3 separate regions of the Zea mays genome follow, and all the other regions are linked to region 3. Evidence: chromatin contacts called from public Hi-C data. All regions are on one chromosome and are shown on one strand. The core of a region is the stretch at or near the end of the contact, and the rest is flanking DNA. Distances in the headings are between cores, read along the strand shown.

Region 1 (2,700 bases), core at 110-2,609, 340 kb after region 3:
AATTTGTTATCGTCCGTATTCGAGTGTGAATCGTTATCATTACCATTTATGTTACATTTCACGAACCAAACGCCACCCAAGATCTTGGACTGTTTTCTCAAGATAAAAGGATCAAAATCCGATGGGATATGTAGATGTTGGATATCTCTTGGATCCCCTAATGTTAGATCCCATCATGGTTTTGTGTTTCTCTTTGGTGCTATTGCTATATACTAGAATCGAAGTAAACACGTACTAGTAGCGATGTCTAGTAACTACATATATGAAGTCACATGTGAATGTGTTTGGCTACAACAGATAAGTAATCACATCCATGAGTTGTATGGTTTTGACACCTCAAATGCCCCACATTTATCTACAAATAGAAACATGTTATATTAGAATAGTATGGCAAAACATATTTCTCCTATTTTTTTCCTATCATCACTAACTCTATAATAAGGGTGAAGAAAATTGTGCAAGTTAAGATAATTTTTTCTATCCTAATTTGACTAATTTATTCATCAAATTCTTGCTTGTGATCACATTCAAAAGTTCAGTTTAAGGTATAGAGATGAGCCACTTAAGAAACCTACACGGTTTAGAGGGAGAGCACTCTTAACTATTAGCCTATGTCATTTGATCTTGAAAATCACTTTATTTTTTCCTTTGCTTTTTTTTGGAGTTTTAAGGAGGCATGAGTTAGTAATGTCATTTGTCCAGAGAGTGTTAAGAAACTCTATAAGGCTTTGCTCGTTTATCTTGGAATACACCCAAAATTGTTCCCGCTAATCAAATCTTATATAAATTAGGCAATCAATCCGGGCCACAAATCCGTGGAAAACTGAACGACCCCTAATGAATTATATGGGACAATACCAAACATATCTCTAGAAACATATTTAGTTTCTTATATAATAGATAGGTAGCCCTTTTTAATAGATAATAAAAGAAGAGTTCATCTATTATGTTTTTCTTACCTCTATTTATGCTTGCATTGTCACGGAAAGAGAATCAATAAATAGATCTTCTATATCTTTTTATGTCTCTATTACTAAAGGAAAGGTTTAAAATACCAATATAATATCTGCGACCATATTAGACCGTCTCCAACGGTTCACCCATATAGTCAATCAAAACACTGTTATAATGTAGACTATACTATTTACACAGAGTGAAGTTTGAATATAGAGATAAGATGGGTAGACTCTTAGAGATAGCCTCACACTCAACATAACTAATTGAATACCAACAACCCACAATGTGCCTAACCCGATTCTGGCCCACTGTCCATCCATTCAAGGAATCCACTAGACTTCGCACAGCCAATGCACTGGGCGCCCGAGTCCATCTACTCATTCTCCACGGCTCATTACAACCGCACGGCCCAGTCCAACTTCTCGTTCCCCCAAACCCTAATCCCTTTCTCCACTGCCACGTTGTATATAAGCCGCCGCCAGCTTCAACGCAGCTGCCCTCCCAAACCCTCGCGCCGCCGCTCCCCAGCACATCGCTCCCAGCGCGCCAAATCGGCGGCAACCTCGGACCCTTCACTCACCCAGCTATGGCGGAGCGAGGCGGCGAGCGTGGCGGAGAACGCGGCGGCGAGCGTGGCGGTTTTGGCCGCGGGTTCGGTCGCGGCGGGCGCGGCGACCGTGGTGGTCGCCGTGGTGGCCGGCGCGGCGGCCGCCAGCAGGAGGAGGAGAAGTGGGTGCCCGTCACCAAGCTCGGGCGCCTCGTGAAGGAGAACCGGATCAACAAGATTGAGGAGATCTACCTGCACTCGCTGCCGGTCAAGGAGCACCAGATCGTGGAGACCCTCGTCCCGGGGCTCAAGGACGAGGTGATGAAGATCACGCCCGTCCAGAAGCAGACCCGCGCCGGGCAGCGCACGCGTTTCAAGGCCTTCGTCGTCGTCGGCGACGGGGACGGCCACGTCGGGCTCGGCGTCAAGTGCGCCAAGGAGGTCGCCACCGCCATCCGTGGCGCCATCATCCTGGCCAAGCTCTCGGTCGTGCCCGTCAGGAGGGGCTACTGGGGAAACAAGATCGGCCAGCCGCACACTGTGCCCTGCAAGGTCACCGGCAAGTGCGGGTCCGTCACCGTGCGCATGGTGCCGGCGCCCAGGGGGTCCGGGATTGTCGCTGCCCGCGTGCCCAAGAAGGTCCTCCAGTTCGCCGGCATTGAAGATGTCTTTACCTCGTCCCGTGGCTCCACCAAGACACTCGGTAACTTCGTCAAGGTATACCTGTTTAGATCTTTGTGTAATTATGTGTTATTACTTATTATTTGCTTCCTATGGTACTCTACACACTATGCATTTTTAGTTAATGTTATCTGCGCATCTTTCGATAGATTTTTAGTGTCCATCACAACATTTTATGGTCTAGATTTGTAACTTCATACTACATTTAGACTTATACAAATTTAGACAAAAAATGTAGTCTAAAGTTACAAATCTTTTGATATTTGTAACTACGAAGCTACCTAGCGTAGTTGTTTACTTGTATTTGTCTTCTATTAGAACTGAAATTTGAATGGGGCTTGTTATTATTTGGGCTTTGCGTCATGTATAACTTCCTTGGTAGGGTTAGTATATAAATAGAATCGCAATAAGTTGTCATTGCTATTTGGTCACTGCTGCACAGAGGCAGAATCAGCACAAAGTTCCATTGATTGTACCTCTACTACACCATGGTTCACCTTCACATGTGAACATTA
Region 2 (2,700 bases), core at 157-2,656, 300 kb after region 3:
TTGTAGCTCAGGTCCAGCTTGCTGAGGTTCCGGCACCGCAGGATCGATCTCGGGAACTCTCCGCCGAGGCCATTGCCGGAAACGATGAGCTCCTGCAGGCTCCTGAGCTCGCCGAGAACATCCGGCACCTCGCCGGCGAGGCGGTTGTACGCCAGGTTGAGCAGCGTCAAGTTGGCGCACTGCGCGAGCTGCGCGGGGATCCCGCCGGACAGGTCGTTCGTGCTGGCCTCGAAGTAGGTGAGGCTGGCGGCGTCCCCGACGGACGCCGGGATGGCGCCGGAGAGGAGGTTGTCACCGATGCGCACGTTGGAGAGGCCGCGGCACCGGCCGATGGTGTCCGGGATGGTGCCGTTGAGGCGGTTCAGGGTGAGGATGAGGACCTGCAGGTTGCCGCGCTCGAAGAGGCTGCTGGGGATGCTCCCTTCGAGCGAGTTGGAGTGGAGGTTGAGCACCTGGAGCTCCGACGAGAGCCCGAGCCCCGGCGGGATCGGGCCGGACAGCGCGTTCTCGTAGGCGGACAGCACGCGGAGGCCCGGCAGCCCCGCGAGCCAGCCGGGGAGGGCGCCGGTCAGGTTGTTGCCCGATATCTGCAGCTCCTGGAGCCCCTTGAGGCCCCTGAGCTCGTCGGGGATGGCGCCGGACAGCGCGTTGTTGGAGAGGTTCAGGAACCGGAGCCTCGACGCGCCGCCTAGCGCGGGCGGCACGGCGCCGGCGAGCGCGTTCATCGAGAGGTCGAGGAACTCGAGGCGGGTGAGCGCGCCGAGCGCCTGCGGGACTCCGCCGCTGAGCGAGTTGGCGGAGAGGTCGAGGCGTGCCAGCTCGCGGAGCTCGGCGGCGGCGGCGAAGTCCCCCCGGAGCCCACGGCGCGGCAGGTCGATCGCGGTCACCGCGCCGCCGCCGCCGGCGCAGGTGACGCCGCGCCACGCGCAGTGGTCCGCGCCCGGGCCCCAGCCCGGCGGCGCCAGGTCCCGCCGCAGCGCCTGCATTGCCGCGGCATCCCCGCCGCCGCCGGCTGTCCCGGCGCCGTCCACCGTCCCCGGCGCCGAGGAGCACGCCGAGAGGAGGGCCAAGAAGAGGAAGCTGCGGCGGTAGCAAGGGGTGGAGGAAGGCATTTGGGGGTGGGGATTCTTGGCCTGGGCCCTGGGGCGAGCCGGGGGCAAGGGAAGGCAGTGGTGGTGGTGGTGCCCAGGCCTGGCGTGTGCGTGTTCGTGCGCCTGCTTTTCTGTGTGGTTTTGGGTGGTAGCCTGGTATGGTAGGGGAGGAGCGGAGAGAGGGGGGCCCCCGCACACCACACGGCGACAGGGGCCGTGGCTGCTGCTGCTGCCGCCGCCGCTCGCTCCCACTCGCACTCCGTCGGGGAGAGAGAGAGAGGGAATGTGTTTCTGTGACTGAGAGAAAGAAAGTGGACGAGAGGAGAGAGGAAAGCCCGAAGGTGGTCTTCTTGCTCAACATATGGGTTGAAATTCTAGTACTACAGTAGTACTGAGAGAGTGTGCGAAAGGGCAGTGGATACCCCACCATGAGAGGCTAGGTGAACGCCACTGTTGTACACCGATGTCCGATAGCATATTGCGTTGAGGATTAGACTGCCTCCAGCAATACACGCTAAATGATTCTGTACTCTAAATTTAGAGTACGAAACGTTCTCTACGCCGTCCAACAAGGAACACTAAAAGGAACTCTAAAATATAGAGGACGTACGGCGAACACTAAACATAGAGGAGTCCTTACGCGCGCTATCCGTCTGCTCAGCACTGGGCCCGCTCTTCAATGTGGTCATCCGTCTGCAGCTACCTCTGCTGGCCAATTAATTCTATTCTTTTTTTGCGTGTAAATCTAATAGTAGCAGCACTTTTGCTAATTGGGATTATTAGATTAGTATTATCAGTTTATGTCCAATACATATATAGATATGTACGTAGACGGCGTTATGAAAAAACGATTAGTAATGTCGGTTGCAAAATGTAATTATTATAATTAGTTCCTAATTCATTTTTATAAAATTTCTAGAAATAAATAACTTCATTTTTCCATTACGCACATAAGTTCAAATTGTGTTAATATCAAAAAATGAGTATTAAAATGAGTATATGAATTCTGTTAGATATAGAGTACCGAATTTAGAGGATGTTGCTGGAGTTGGCGAAGATATAGAGAACGAAATTTTTTAGAGGATTCTGTAAAAGACAGAGAATATTACTTTAGTAGATAGAATTTAGAAGACGTTGCTGGAGAGAGCCTTAGAGCTAGGAGGCGAGTGTTGATACTTGGTAGTGTCTTAGTATATTACTATATACGTGCACAGATCTTAATTTGATGATCAATAAACCAATGATCAGACGGGGGCAAAGTCTTGGCATGCGCTATGCTTTTGATTCTGCTATGAATATCTAATCCTCCCTTTTATTTTATTTTTCTTTTCCTATGGTTACCGCCGTGAATTCAGCAAGTCTGAATAGACACAGAAAAAAAGAAGGGACCAAAATGTAGATGATGTTTTGAGATATATTGGTAGTACATGGCTCACCTTCAAAAGGGATATAAGAACAACTCTTATCTCTCATTGCGACATAATAAGGCATTGAATATTGTCACCCAAACCCGTAACTACGTAGAGGTGTGGATGTGCACAAGCACGGAGACGATGCGTGCGATAGCAAATGAGGCATATGACTTCCTTGTTGACTTTACAGTGAGGCA
Region 3 (2,700 bases), core at 186-2,685:
CTCCTCTTTTATTATTCGTAAACATCGTCGGGAGCTTTGCAGTATCCAATAGAACAGAGACATGCCACCCGCAGAGGAAGCTGCCCAGATCCAGGAACGTACTCATCGACGGCCGACTTGACTTCCACCTTGTTGATCTTCCCTCCGAGGCCAGAAGCAAGATCCAGCGCTCCCGACTTGGACATCGTGTAGGCGGCCGGGACGGATCAAATGCACCTGCAATAATTGCTGCATGTCAGAGACCAGAGTCTCCACTCCACCCGTCTCTTCAAGATTCCGATCCACGCCAACGATATGTACGTGGACAGGCCCACAAAAAAACAAAGAAAAAAGGGAGAAAAGTGATGGCGACTGGGCGAGTGGTAGGCTGGTAGCCGGCTGGCAGCAATGCACAGCAGAAAACAAAAGGATTCTAAAGATGCGGACAAAACAGAGTGAAAGCAAACATGTCAGCATCGAAGAAAATTTGGGAAAAGCGCTAAACTGCATTGGCGCTCAGGCAGGCAGGCAGGCGAAGGAATCGTCAGAGAGCTGGACGGATCGGGGACGAAGAAATCAAGAACGGCTTGGGTCTCCAGTATCCAGGGGCGGAGAAACGATTTTCTGCAAGGCCGACGGGCAAACGATTTCGGACGTAAAGGGGAGGAAGAAAGCTAACCCGTGAGCGGAAGGTGGCGCGCGGCAGCGGACAATGCTCGCCGGGGCGGGTGGCGCGTTCACTCTGTCCGAGCCTCCGAGGTAGAGAGGGGTTCCTTTCCTGCCGACTGGAGGAGTAGATTTGGCGAGGGCCGTGTGGGGATGGATCCACACTACGGGCTAGGAGGTGCAGCCGTGCAAGAGGGGATTTGAAGATGAGGACGAGCGGCGGCCGGCAAGGTGCGCTTGGTTGCGGTGGCAGTGGGACCTGGTGCGCCTCTGCTAGGAGCCGATGGGATCGGGGATCGGGACTAGTGACAGCCGTTTAATAGGGCATGTAGCATGTAGATTCGGCCCCCCAGCATCAACACGCACCGCGTTCCGAATCCAAACCCAGGCACGGCCAACCCCCAAACGAACGAAACCAAACGCACAAGCCAAAACCACCTCGATAATTCACGCAAAAACCGAAACAAACTTATGCAGGTGAAGCCTATGCAGGGCAAAACCGTCTCCGGAGCACCCCCCCAGCCCAATGCGAGGAAGGTAGCAGGAGGGCCTGGTCGAGCTCAACCAGCGCGGCAAACTTACCGTGGTCCGGGCGTGTTGCAGTGCGAGGAGCGGCGGATTCGGCGGGGCGCGTCCCGGGACGCCGCGGGCGGCGGGATCTGGTGCCTGCCGCCGGCTAGATCGGGCTAGGGCTCGCGCTCGGCGGTGGTGGGAGACGACGAGGTGGAGGTGGTGGTAATCTAGTGGAATGGGAGAGGAAGGAGAGACTGAGAGGGATTTAAGCAGTGGCCACTGGCCAGTGAGATTAATTAAGGCTGGCGGAGTATAACTACTATTTTTGTTAAGGCTTCGTGGGCTTGGCAATCCCCACGGGTGGGTTACAACATTGGGCCGGCGGTCCGGCCAAGCCTAAAATGGCATGTTTATATTTCGAGGTGGCCCGTTTAAATTTTGGGTCGGTCCAGACCGTTTAAATTTTGGGTCGTGCCGGGCGTCCATGGCCTGTCACGTAATTGGTTAAATGTGTTAGGGTTATTTTGGGCGACCTAAAATTATAAAAAGCACGAAATTTAATTTTTGGCCCGAAATTTATATTAGGACCCGAAATTCACCTCATAGCCCTAAATTCAAAACAAATTTAATAAAAGATAACTATTAAGAGGAGAATGTAGACTGCCCCCGCCTCAGCAGCCCCCGCCGCGAATCCCGCGCACGCCACAACCGCCGCGATGGATCCAGCCCCCCCCCCCCTCCCCCCCGCGATTCACCGCCCTGTCGTGGAAACCCTGCGGCGTGGCGAAGCGGAAGTCGCCGGAGACGTTCTTGACCTCGTGGTTGCCGAGGATGGGGAGGAACGCGCCTCCGCGTGTCTCGGCAGAGAGGGAAAGGCGGAGTAGGTATAGGAGGCGGAGCTCGTCGCCGCCGCGGTCGAGGATGTCGCCGAGCCGGACGGCGAGGGTGGGCCCCGCGGTCCATGAGGAGGAGGCGGAGGGGGAGTCGGGGGTGCAAGACGGGGGCACGAGGCCGACGAGGCAGAGCGCGGAGAGGGACTTGGGCAGGTCCCCGTGGAGGTCTCCGATGGCGATGAGCCGGGATGGACAAGGGATGAAGGTGGTCGGAGTCTTCGGGCGAGGAGGGAGCGAGGAGGAGGACGGGAAGGTCGGGAAGAAGATGCCGGACACGGCAAAGTCCACGAACGCGTCGGCGAAGGCGGATACGGCAGCCGGGAGGTCGCTGCAGGCGGGGACTGAGGGGGACGGGGTCACCACCATCTTTCTCTATTTGTGCTCCGGCGGCAGGGATTCCGGATTCGTTTTTGCGGCGTGCGCGGTTGAGCTGAAGATAGGAGGCGTTGGCTTCGTCTGCTTGATGGGCAGGAGTGGCAGCACGGGGATGTGGCCAGCCGGCCATGGCTGTATTACCTGTGATGAACGTGGGGGTCTCGCCCTGTCGTGGCCTTGGTCGATCCGGCGAGCGAATTCCTGGGCTCCCCTGATGAGTTTGTAGCTATTGTTGTTTTCGGTCCCCCCACACACACACGCGCGGCGGCGGTGC

What was found. Hi-C and Micro-C count contacts between places; a contact is called where the count stands out from the background.
Region 1: a contact with region 3 is called in a Hi-C map of ear, with 2.2 times the contacts expected there. The contact joins the promoter of LOC100283974 here to the promoter of LOC541682 in region 3. A contact is called at or near these places in 3 of 25 Hi-C or Micro-C datasets (ear, leaf mesophyll and tassel).
Region 2: a contact with region 3 is called in a Hi-C map of tassel, with 2.2 times the contacts expected there. The contact joins the promoter of LOC100280191 here to the promoter of LOC541682 in region 3. A contact is called at or near these places in 7 of 25 Hi-C or Micro-C datasets (bundle sheath, ear, leaf and 1 more).

Annotation. Positions count from the first base shown.
Region 1 is chr7:18,996,475-18,999,174 of Zm-B73-REFERENCE-NAM-5.0, forward strand. LOC100283974 (40S ribosomal protein S2-like) reads left to right here and starts at 1,360. Exons shown (of 2, transcript NM_001374374.1): 1 at 1,360-2,221. The coding sequence starts at 1,544.
Region 2 is chr7:18,953,454-18,956,153 of Zm-B73-REFERENCE-NAM-5.0, forward strand. LOC100280191 reads right to left here and starts at 1,407. Exons shown (of 2, transcript NM_001367922.1): 1 at 1-1,407. The coding sequence starts at 1,112.
Region 3 is chr7:18,655,619-18,658,318 of Zm-B73-REFERENCE-NAM-5.0, forward strand. LOC541682 ((S)-adenosyl-L-methionine:delta 24-sterol methyltransferase) reads right to left here and starts at 1,436. Exons shown (of 14, transcript NM_001112601.2): 1 at 1,228-1,436; 2 at 103-216. The coding sequence starts at 185. It also overlaps the pseudogene LOC109941033.